Linked DNA regions of Gasterosteus aculeatus: region 2 is linked to region 1. The links are chromatin contacts, called in public Hi-C maps. All regions are on one chromosome and are shown on one strand. The core of a region is the stretch at or near the end of the contact, and the rest is flanking DNA. Distances in the headings are between cores, read along the strand shown. Region 1 has its middle 18 kb from the start of pex2. Region 2 holds the start of LOC120811897.

What was found. A called contact is a pair of places that touch in the nucleus more often than the background predicts.
Region 2: a contact with region 1 is called in a Hi-C map of skeletal muscle, with 1.8 times the contacts expected there. The contact joins the promoter of LOC120811897 here to the enhancer-like site in region 1. A contact is called at or near these places in 2 of 6 Hi-C or Micro-C datasets (both in skeletal muscle).

Annotation. Positions count from the first base shown.
Region 1 is chr21:12,477,495-12,482,021 of fGasAcu3.hap1.1, forward strand. No RefSeq gene overlaps it. Among protein-coding and RNA genes, the nearest start is that of pex2, 18 kb to the right of the region's middle. Within about 2 kb of position 2,642, at least 3 of the 9 cell types and tissues checked have open chromatin away from gene starts, as enhancers often do.
Region 2 is chr21:12,536,579-12,541,339 of fGasAcu3.hap1.1, forward strand. It overlaps LOC120811897, which reads left to right and starts at 1,446. Exons shown (of 18, transcript XM_078095805.1): 1 at 1,446-1,611. LOC144389991 (a long non-coding RNA gene) reads left to right here. Exons shown (of 8, transcript XR_013454037.1): 8 at 1-61.

The DNA of each region.
Region 1 (4,527 bases), core at 1,392-3,891:
CGTTAAATCCACCTAATGAAATTTCACAAGGGCAGCAAAAATGAAAGGGGAAGATGGGAATCTTTTCACTCTGGCAGAATCGGTTGTGGCCTTTATTGTTTCGCTTAATACACTTCAGCGTGCAGTGAAACGGCCACGACATGTAAAAGCCTCAAAAACAGCCTTTTCCTCCCCCTCTCCTGACTTCACCCCTCGCCCTTGACGAATGTGCTCGGCTCACAGGGTGCAACTGTTCTGCTGAATGGTCCTTTCCTGTTGCCCGGCCTTTAAGCGAAGGCGGTTGCCGAGGTAGGGCTCCCTCCCACCGTATTATGGGATTGAATTGCGTTTGACCTTTGTGGAGAACAATGGCTGAAGGCCTTTCATTTTTCCTGGCCTTCACAGCTCCTTGAAGAAGGACCTCTTTACCCTGCCATTTTACTGTGGTTCGCCAGTAATTCACAAGCAGGACGACAGGGTGATCTATGCGCAGTAAATGTATGTGTGTGTTTGCGTACACCCGAGGTTATACACAAGCGAATTGTTTGCTATATTTGACATGTAGCTTCAGAAATTGTTGTTAATTAAAAACAACAAACGAAGCATAATACATTTTTGCTGTGGCTGTATTTTGGGGCCACCCAATCTTGCAACCTAACTGCACTGTCCTGGAATAAAAAAGACCTTCTGAAGCGGGTAGTCCATAGTAGTTCAGACACAGCTTTGCTAAAGAGGCCACAACAGTGAGCGGTCTCGCCCTGAATACACGATAAAAGGTTTACTGGAAATTTTAAATGGCGTTTTCTGCAAGCCATACATCACTCGTGACCATTGGGTTCCACCCTCACTGCACAGTGCACCCTTCGAGCCACAGCTTTCCAGATGATACAGTGCAGAGGCTGCGGTTCAGGCAGATCTGCCGTTGAATAGCCTGCAGCCAATGGATTTTCTCTGGATAATACAATGTTTGGGACAGAGAGGCAGGGATTAGTCCAGACGGATACATCCACCACCCCCCACATGCCCAATCTAATTAGACTGGAATCAGTTTAAGATGAAAGCAAGCCCTAGCATCACCGCACTAAATACTGGAATTAGTATTCCCCGCATGGGAATTTAATGACGGAGACTGAAAATCCAATCACATTCACTCCCAGTTTAGCCCCTCATGCATTGGGCCTGGACAATGACGAAACGAAAGAACAACAACAGTGATTTGTCTGTCAATATATATTGACCAACATCACATCTGAGGCCACTTGTGTATTGGCGTTACTATGTTGTCATCATTTAACAAAGATAAACAGCTTATAATCCGATGCCCAGTCTGTTTCTGATACAAACCTTTGTCACATTCTGACTCTTCTAGGGGCAATAACAGAAATAAAACAAACCAGAAGATGAGGAAGACATGGCGTGCGTGTGTGTGTGTGTGACACACACGCACACACTCATAGTCTATGTTGTGCGTTGTTTATGTTTATCATCTTTTCAGTTAATAGCATCAGATCCTTTTTAGTTTCTATTATCTTCCAGACTTTGAGTCCATATTTGTTGATAACGCAGAGGACATTTTGAAACACGTCTCTTGATTTTATCTTGTCCTTATTGTTATTACTATTTCCCAACCTGGGTTTATGCCATCAAGGGAACTAAAACACAAGCCATATTTCAGCTTCAGGTTGGTGATTAACGGCACAGACCGGAAATAGACTCCAGCACCTGTGTTCCATCCAGCCCCACAATACCTCATGCACCTGCGATTCATCCACCGAAGCGCTACACCTGAGAAATCAGGGAACCATCGTCCCCCGTGCACAGATACTCAACATGAAATCTTATTATTTATTGCTGGCTCTTTTAGGGGGGTATATGCATCCAAAGCAGAACCTGTTGTTTTTCTGTTAACAGGTGTAATGCAACTTTTTGACTAATCCGACTGATTCTGCAAAACTGGAGGAAATTAGTTGTGTTTTTTTATTAAATGAAGATATAAAAAATGTTTGTGAGGTTGGCTGCACCGCATTAGTGGGGAAGAGGACACAGGAATAGGCAACAAAAGGCACAACGGTAGTAGTGAAGCATCCTTTTAGATGGGAGGTAAAAATGAACTGTGGATTTACAACAAAGGCAATACATACACAACGGCAATCTAATCTTTTTTTTTCCTTATATCAATTCTTTTGGCTTGCTTTTAGGGTTTGTTGCTGCAATGTCTACTTGTTGAGGTACGAAGGATGGAAGCAGGAGTACACCTCTGTCGTCAGTGCGTCGTTGATAAAGGACACAGTCACTGCCGGCATTTCTACGAGACACACAGCCAACTAACACGTTTTTTAAAGTGAAAAAGAAGGCGGAGGAGGTGTTGTGGAGAAGGAAAGGCAGGCCCAGGAGGGAAAACAAAAAGAAAAAGAAGTCGGAGACAGACAGGCCAACAGGCTGATGGAGAACAAGTGTCACGGACACACAGAAAGGGAAAGAAAGAAAGCAAGCAGGTGACACAGAAAGCAAAATGAGCAAGTGATATAAGTGAAGTGAGAGTGAGAGCAGGAAGAGAGAGAGAGAAAAGGAGGGGCGACCTGAGAGAAATCAAACACGGGCTCCGTGCAACAGAGGTGCGTCGGCAAACGAGCATGTTATGGCAGCCCGCTGGGACTTCCCCGGCAGATCGTTTGTGCTGTTTCCCAATCTGTTCTGAGGAGCGGCACAGCCCCACATGGGGACGTGTGAAGGCGTCAAGATGGGATTGCTTAAGACAGATGAAACAAGGTGTTTTTTGATGCCATCTGGAGCGGACAAAAGCCTGATTTCCTGTTTTGCCTGTGACACAAAGGGTGCTGTGTAGTTTGCAGAACCGTTCGAGGCTTTTTGTTGTCAGGGCTGTAAATAACTAAACAAATGAGAGGTTGAAGTTACAGGGGTTTTAGATCCACATGCCAAAAAAAACTGAAAAATACATTTTCTCTTGTTTTTGGCATGTCTCTAACAAACAATCGATATTGCGGTTCTCTCATCCCGTTCTTACATTTTTTTTTCCCCTGTGAAAGCGGCAGGTAAGGTGAATATCCTGGCACGCAATCATTCAAATGGACGGTCACGCTTTTCTTTACATTTGCTGGACCCTTGAAACAATTCCATAGTAACAGAGATCAAAGTGTCAAGCTTCGTAATATTGCTTTACATTTTAAAGGGCGCTGAGCAGCCGGGCCGAGGTTTTTACAAGGCACGCCGAGTCGTTGGGGAAATAAGGGAGCAATGGAGGAGGGAATGAAGAAATTTTAGGGGGTGATGGGATACATCTCACTCTTTGTTAACGTACGCATACACACACTTTCGAACTGAAATCATACCATGTGCAGCGGAAGAGCAGGCGGTGAGGAAATAGAAGCTAAATATAAAGTGACACGCCGCATTCCCCAGGTCATTCACAGGCCCTGCACCAAATCACAGTGCTCCACAACCCGTCGTTTATCACACACACACACACACACACACACACACAAGCCAGAGTCTCACAAAGAACATGATAAAAGCAGCCAAATAAGTATGCCTTGTAAGTTAGGGAAGCACTGATGAAGGGAAGAAGGGATGCATTCATTCTCGCGGCCCTCTTTGTGTATCAACTCAGCATCCTGGCAGGAACATTTGTAACGAAAAGCTTTTTTAATGTTTAAATGAAAATTTTAATGAGGCGCTGTATTGCTTTTCCGTTTTGAGTCTTTAAGAGCCCTCTTAATCATTAAAACTTGCGCCGTCTTTGATTTCAAGGTCATTGGAAGAAATAAGGCAGCCATAAGTGGCCCTCGGACCGAAAAGTGGCCTACATGCCAAAGACCGCAAATGAATGTGGCTTAATGCTTTTTAATTTGCATTCATCTTTAAAAACACAGAAGAGCCATCTCTAAGTTATAATAGGCTGAGATTGCAGTTGGAGCTCCTCTAGTCATTAGTAGCAATTCAGCTGCTCCAAAACAAAGGCCTTTCCCGTCTTGTTTTAACTTAAGCCCATTACCACAAATATACATTATCTTGCTGTCCGTTGCCTGTTTGTCTGCATCAAATATTCCCGTCTGTCTACGTCTCTGCGCGCCCACGTATGTTCACAAGGATTGCACGAAGTCACTTCCTTTTTCCCCGTCCGTGGGCATGAACACATGCAACACGGCTACTCGGCGCGCACACATGCATGAGGACAAAAAGATGCTAGAAACGACGTGCATTGTTTGTTTAATCACGTGTTACGAGATGACTCTGTAATTATGTTGTCATCCGCCCGCTTCAACATGCCATAACTGGGCCGCCACAGCATGCCTTGCTCCTCGCTCCTAATTCCACACTTTAATGGGCAAAAGCCCAAGAAGAAAAAAAGGAGTTTACATAAAGGCTGTTTGTCAGGCACTATGCGTCAACTCCTAGCGCACACAGGGCAACGGAGCAAGGTTTTTTTTGTACGCACCGCATTGAAGTGATGAGACAGCAAATAACAGTGTGTCCTATCAAACACTGCACCGTGGGTCTTTTTTCTATTTTATTTCATCCCCCCCCCCC
Region 2 (4,761 bases), core at 196-2,695, 58 kb after region 1:
GGGAACCTTGGCAATGACGGAGAAACAAAAGCAACAGCTGGTCATTGACAATGCACTGCTCAATGAAAGCAGAGCAAAGTAGGTAACACACACACACACACACACACACACACACCGTCTCTCTGTCTCACAGACACACAGGACGGGAGCTCCTCTTAAATAAGGAACCTTCTCTAAATCAAATCCAGTCAGGTACATCTGGGAATTCTCCTCATTTTTTACTTCCTTCACAGTTAATCATCTGTCCCTTCTTCCCCTCCTCCTCCGCCTTCCCTCTCTCGCCCTCTCTCCATATTTAATAACTCATCGCCACCATCTTAGCCCCGCAGAGAGTTGGCTCTTTGTACAATAAAGAACCATGTTAGTGTGAATATCCTTTAGCCAAGAGGGGGAGGAGGGGTGAAGAGTTGTTTTGTGTTTTTTTTCTTTTGTCCGTTCATTATTTTTTTAATTTATTTATTTTTCAGATAATTCTTCCTTGATTGCGCTCCTTCTCCCTCGCTCCTCCGCCTTGTCCGGTCTCGCCCTCCCCCCAATGTGAACCAATCGTAATGTATGGGAACATTAAACAGTCATACGGATGATGAATGGAACGGCCTTTGGGTTTCTCTCATTGTCCGCTCCCTCTCTTTCTTATCATTCTCTCCCTCTCTCTGTATTCATCTCTCTCTCCTCCTGCCCCTCTAGGTGTATCAGTGTAGACCGCGGCAGCCATGTTTTAGGCCTAGAGTAACCCATTAACTGTGTCCTTGACCGAAACGAGTCATTCATCTGTTACTAGTGTTTTAGCGGACACCGGCTGCCCGGCAGCCAACTAAACAAAGTACATTCAACCATGAAAGCGTGTTAGTTGCTCGACTCGGGGAAACACTTGAAAGACGTACTTGGATCCCGACTTTGTGCCCTTTACTTTTCAATAATATCCCAATTTATCCTTTTACCTCACTGGCATCGTGAGTCTTCTGGAGGTGGCGGCGGATCGAATTCACGCGTGCCGGCGCTCACTTTGCACACTTTGGGTCACAGCGCTGAGTCCGTCTTTCCTCTTCTCCTACTCGTCCAAAGTGTGTGTTTTGTATCGGAGTCCAAATTTAATTTTCTCGTGCGAGGAGCTGCGAGATGCACCGTGAAAATAGACTCAACACAACTGTTTAAGGATTGTTGTTAAACGGCCTCCACCGGCGGCCATTTTGAAACGGGTGTCCTCTCAGGGGGCGTGCGCACACAGAATAGTGCACTTGTCTCCCGTTCGCGTCCCTTGCCTTTCACGATGTGCAGTCAAGCGGTTTTATTGGTCCCGAGTCAAAGCAGTAACCGTAGGGTTCCCCCCGCACGGCACAAAGCCTCGACGTGTTTCCGTTTCACTGCCATGGAGACCGAGTGGACGCGAACGTCCCAAAGTTCCACTTTCCTCTTGCTGTAAAAAGTTCTCCTCCTCAGCTGCAAACCACCGAGTGCTTGTGGAACGACACCCGTGAAACAACACCGGCCCCGGACACGGAAAGAGCAGCAGAGAGTGCAGATCCAAGACCAGTTGCACCGCTCCAACAAAGAGAAGGAGCACGTGCAGCAGGAGCTGATACACGTGCGTCACACACCACTGAAAAGAAGGTAATTGGGTTTTTGATTTGTTTTTTTGTCCTCAAGGTTTTCGTTCCAATACTAAGCTCGAAATTCTTGCAAAGACTTGACACTTGAGGCGGCCGCATCCGACTCCCCCCCGTTGTTGGCCGCGTGTCGTCGGCGGCGATGCGTTATTAGCGAGTTTGTTCGCTCACAAGGTCAGGAAAGCGCTTTGTTACACAAAGCGGAAAACGTTCGGGAAGAAACGGTTGAGCTGAAAATCCCCAATTTCTACAGCATAGGACATAAAATATAATATTCACTTTAATGTAATGCATTGTCTTTTCCCACAATGGGGCTGATAAGAAGGGTTGTATAGGTGAGGGATTCATTTAAATATTCAATTTTCAAATGTAATATTCACTGTGACAGGCATTGTCTCTTTCTACAATGGTGCTGATAACAAGGTTTTAGATAATGGTTAATGGGATGTTCTGATATTTAGAGCCTTATTAAAAACACACTCTTTTGACGGAGACAGACTTGACATATATTTGAATTGTTCTGCCAAAATTAGATCAGTCTGCATGAAAACTCCCAAAATGATCCCATTGTATGCTGCTTGTTGGGCAGCGCGGCGCCTTTTTGTGAAACACCAAACGCATACAGTGTAGAGCTCCGTGGTTTGTGTTCATTAGCCAGGTTGCAAAGATTCGTTTCAGTGAGTCATCTGTGGAAAACAAGGACTTCTCTTTTGTAAAAATCCAATAAAAGGGAAGCCACATGCAAGGGTCAGTTCTCTTCACTGACGCGTTGCGTATTATCTTTAGAATTGCAGTGGTCGTGATTGTGTTGGGTGAGGCTTTTTGTTACAACAGCACAATATGGGATTTACATTTAAAAGAATACCCGTTCTATAGCTCACGCTATATGACAACAAAGGTTTTGTATCCTCATTAAAGGTTTTAGAAAATGTTGTTGCCCTCTTTTTATTCACTCTGCCGTGGAGTGCACATTAATTCAGCTGTCATCCTGCAGGATGGGAAAAATTTCACAGGTGCAACAAATATGAGGGATTGGTCAATTCTTCCTTTGTTCATGCGTGTGTGCAGTTAGCTACAGTATGCTTCGTGTCTGTTTGCGCGTGTGTGTGTGTGTGTGTGTGTGTGAGGTTGTGTCCGTCATGTTTGGATTTGATTAAGTCAACGGATGGACCATTACGTTCTGTCCAGGGATCTGGTTTCTGCTGCACATCTGGTGCTGCTTTACGCACCCAAACTGTTCTTTCTCTGATCTATTACAAGCGCTCTGTCTTTCTCTCTCTCTCATACACACACACACACACACACACACACAAACTCGCACACACAAAGTCACGCGCACAGCTCTGCATGCACTCGTGCACACTTCATTCCATTACTGTATGGACAGTGGTAGCGGTGGAGTGAGGCTGCTTGCTCCCACTCGAATGTACTGTAAGTGAAAGTGAGAGAAGTTTTCCTCTGCAGAGCTAAATGTCCTAACATTATCACAGCTGAACAAATACTGTCAACACACGCTACTTCATCTGCAGTCAACTCGGCTCATTCACTCTCTGCTCTCTGCCTGTCGCACTGTGTCTCTTTCACTCAGAAGAATAGGAAAGCGTTAGCGTTTTCTGTAGAAAATGAGTATATATATATATATATATATATATATATATATATATATATATATATATATATATATAATATTTTTTCTCTGGGAAATATGGATTTGGCTCCTGGGGTGTAAACATGTCCATTTAGACCAGCTGTTGCACTCTATTTTTTTGAGTAAACTTTGACAATGACTTGGATAGCAGCAGATGTTTGTGCCTTTTTGCGTTAAAGTAACATTTTTAACACTTGTCATTAACGTCTTATAAATCCTCTGTGCTTCATTTGCCTCTGCCCCTCTTTACTTGTTTCTCCATCTGTATGAGTCGCTCTCTCCATCTCTCACACATCATCTCCCTAGCAAATGCGCACATGTCGCTGTAGTTTTAACATGTGGTAAAAGTGTTCCAAACTCCCCCACTGAGGAACTTGAGAGCAGCGAAAGCCATTAACATGAAGGGGGGGGGGGGGCTTTGTCGGGGGACGATCTGCTTCATCTTCGGGGAACCAAAAGTCACTGCTCTCGAGGCTCCTCTCTTAAATGTCCACGTCGTATACGTCCACGGCAGGGGAGAAAAGGAGGGAATGAGCGAGACGGAGGAAGCCGAAAAGTTGCAGGGGTCAGGGGTCAGGGGTCATTGTGATCCAATGGAGTGTAAAGATGGAGAACTGAGCAGAAATACAGGTCAAATACAAGTGACTGCAGACACGAGAGTGACTCGCTGGCTCCCCTTAAGGCCTGCGCGGTATTACAAGGACGAGCTAATGCTAACGCTACGTGGTCAGCAGGCTCATTGCGCGTATATATCCCCCTGTAACCGGATACATAGGTGGCCACAGCACACTGACAACTGTTACTTTGCTTGATAATGTCGTTTTTGTTCATGTTTAAAAGTAAAAGTCTTGCTGAATCGTACCGTTTTTTGAGGGGTCTCCATCACACAATCGTGTTTTAAATTGATCGAGGGCTCATGTCGACATGGAGGCCATTCAAAGCAAGAACCTTGAGTTTCCGCTTTACTGTAGAGAAGGAGAGCGGGCGAAGTCCAACCACTTTGTTTATCATCAACGCCGTTTGTTTGAATGGACAAAGCGAGCCGAGCTGAAAGGAGCCACAAAAGAGCAGCTGAGCGGGAGGTAAGCAAGCGGCGTTGTGGAAGGTTGGTCAGGCCTTCAAGGTTAGACAAGCGTCCTCACAAAGCTCCACCGCCATCACAATGGCTTCCTGTTTTCTCTCTCTCTCTCCCCGCTTTCTCTCTAGATCTTTCTTATTGCTCATTTCTTTTTCTCTTTTTTTTTCCCTTTGCCATTTCTCGCTTTCATCCAACCCTCCCTCCCACCCCTCCCACTACCCCCCCCCCCACCCAACTGTTCAAATATTATTTCTCCCCCTCCTGTCGTCCTCTCCCCCCCTTTATTTCTCCCTCTCTTTATCTTGTCATTGCCTGTCAGTAGGGATTCTGTCTGCGTCTGAGTGTTGTGTGTGCGTGCGGATGTGTGAACACATTGAGACCGAGATACACTTAAGAGCTCATTGATTTAAAAATACCTTCGATATTGG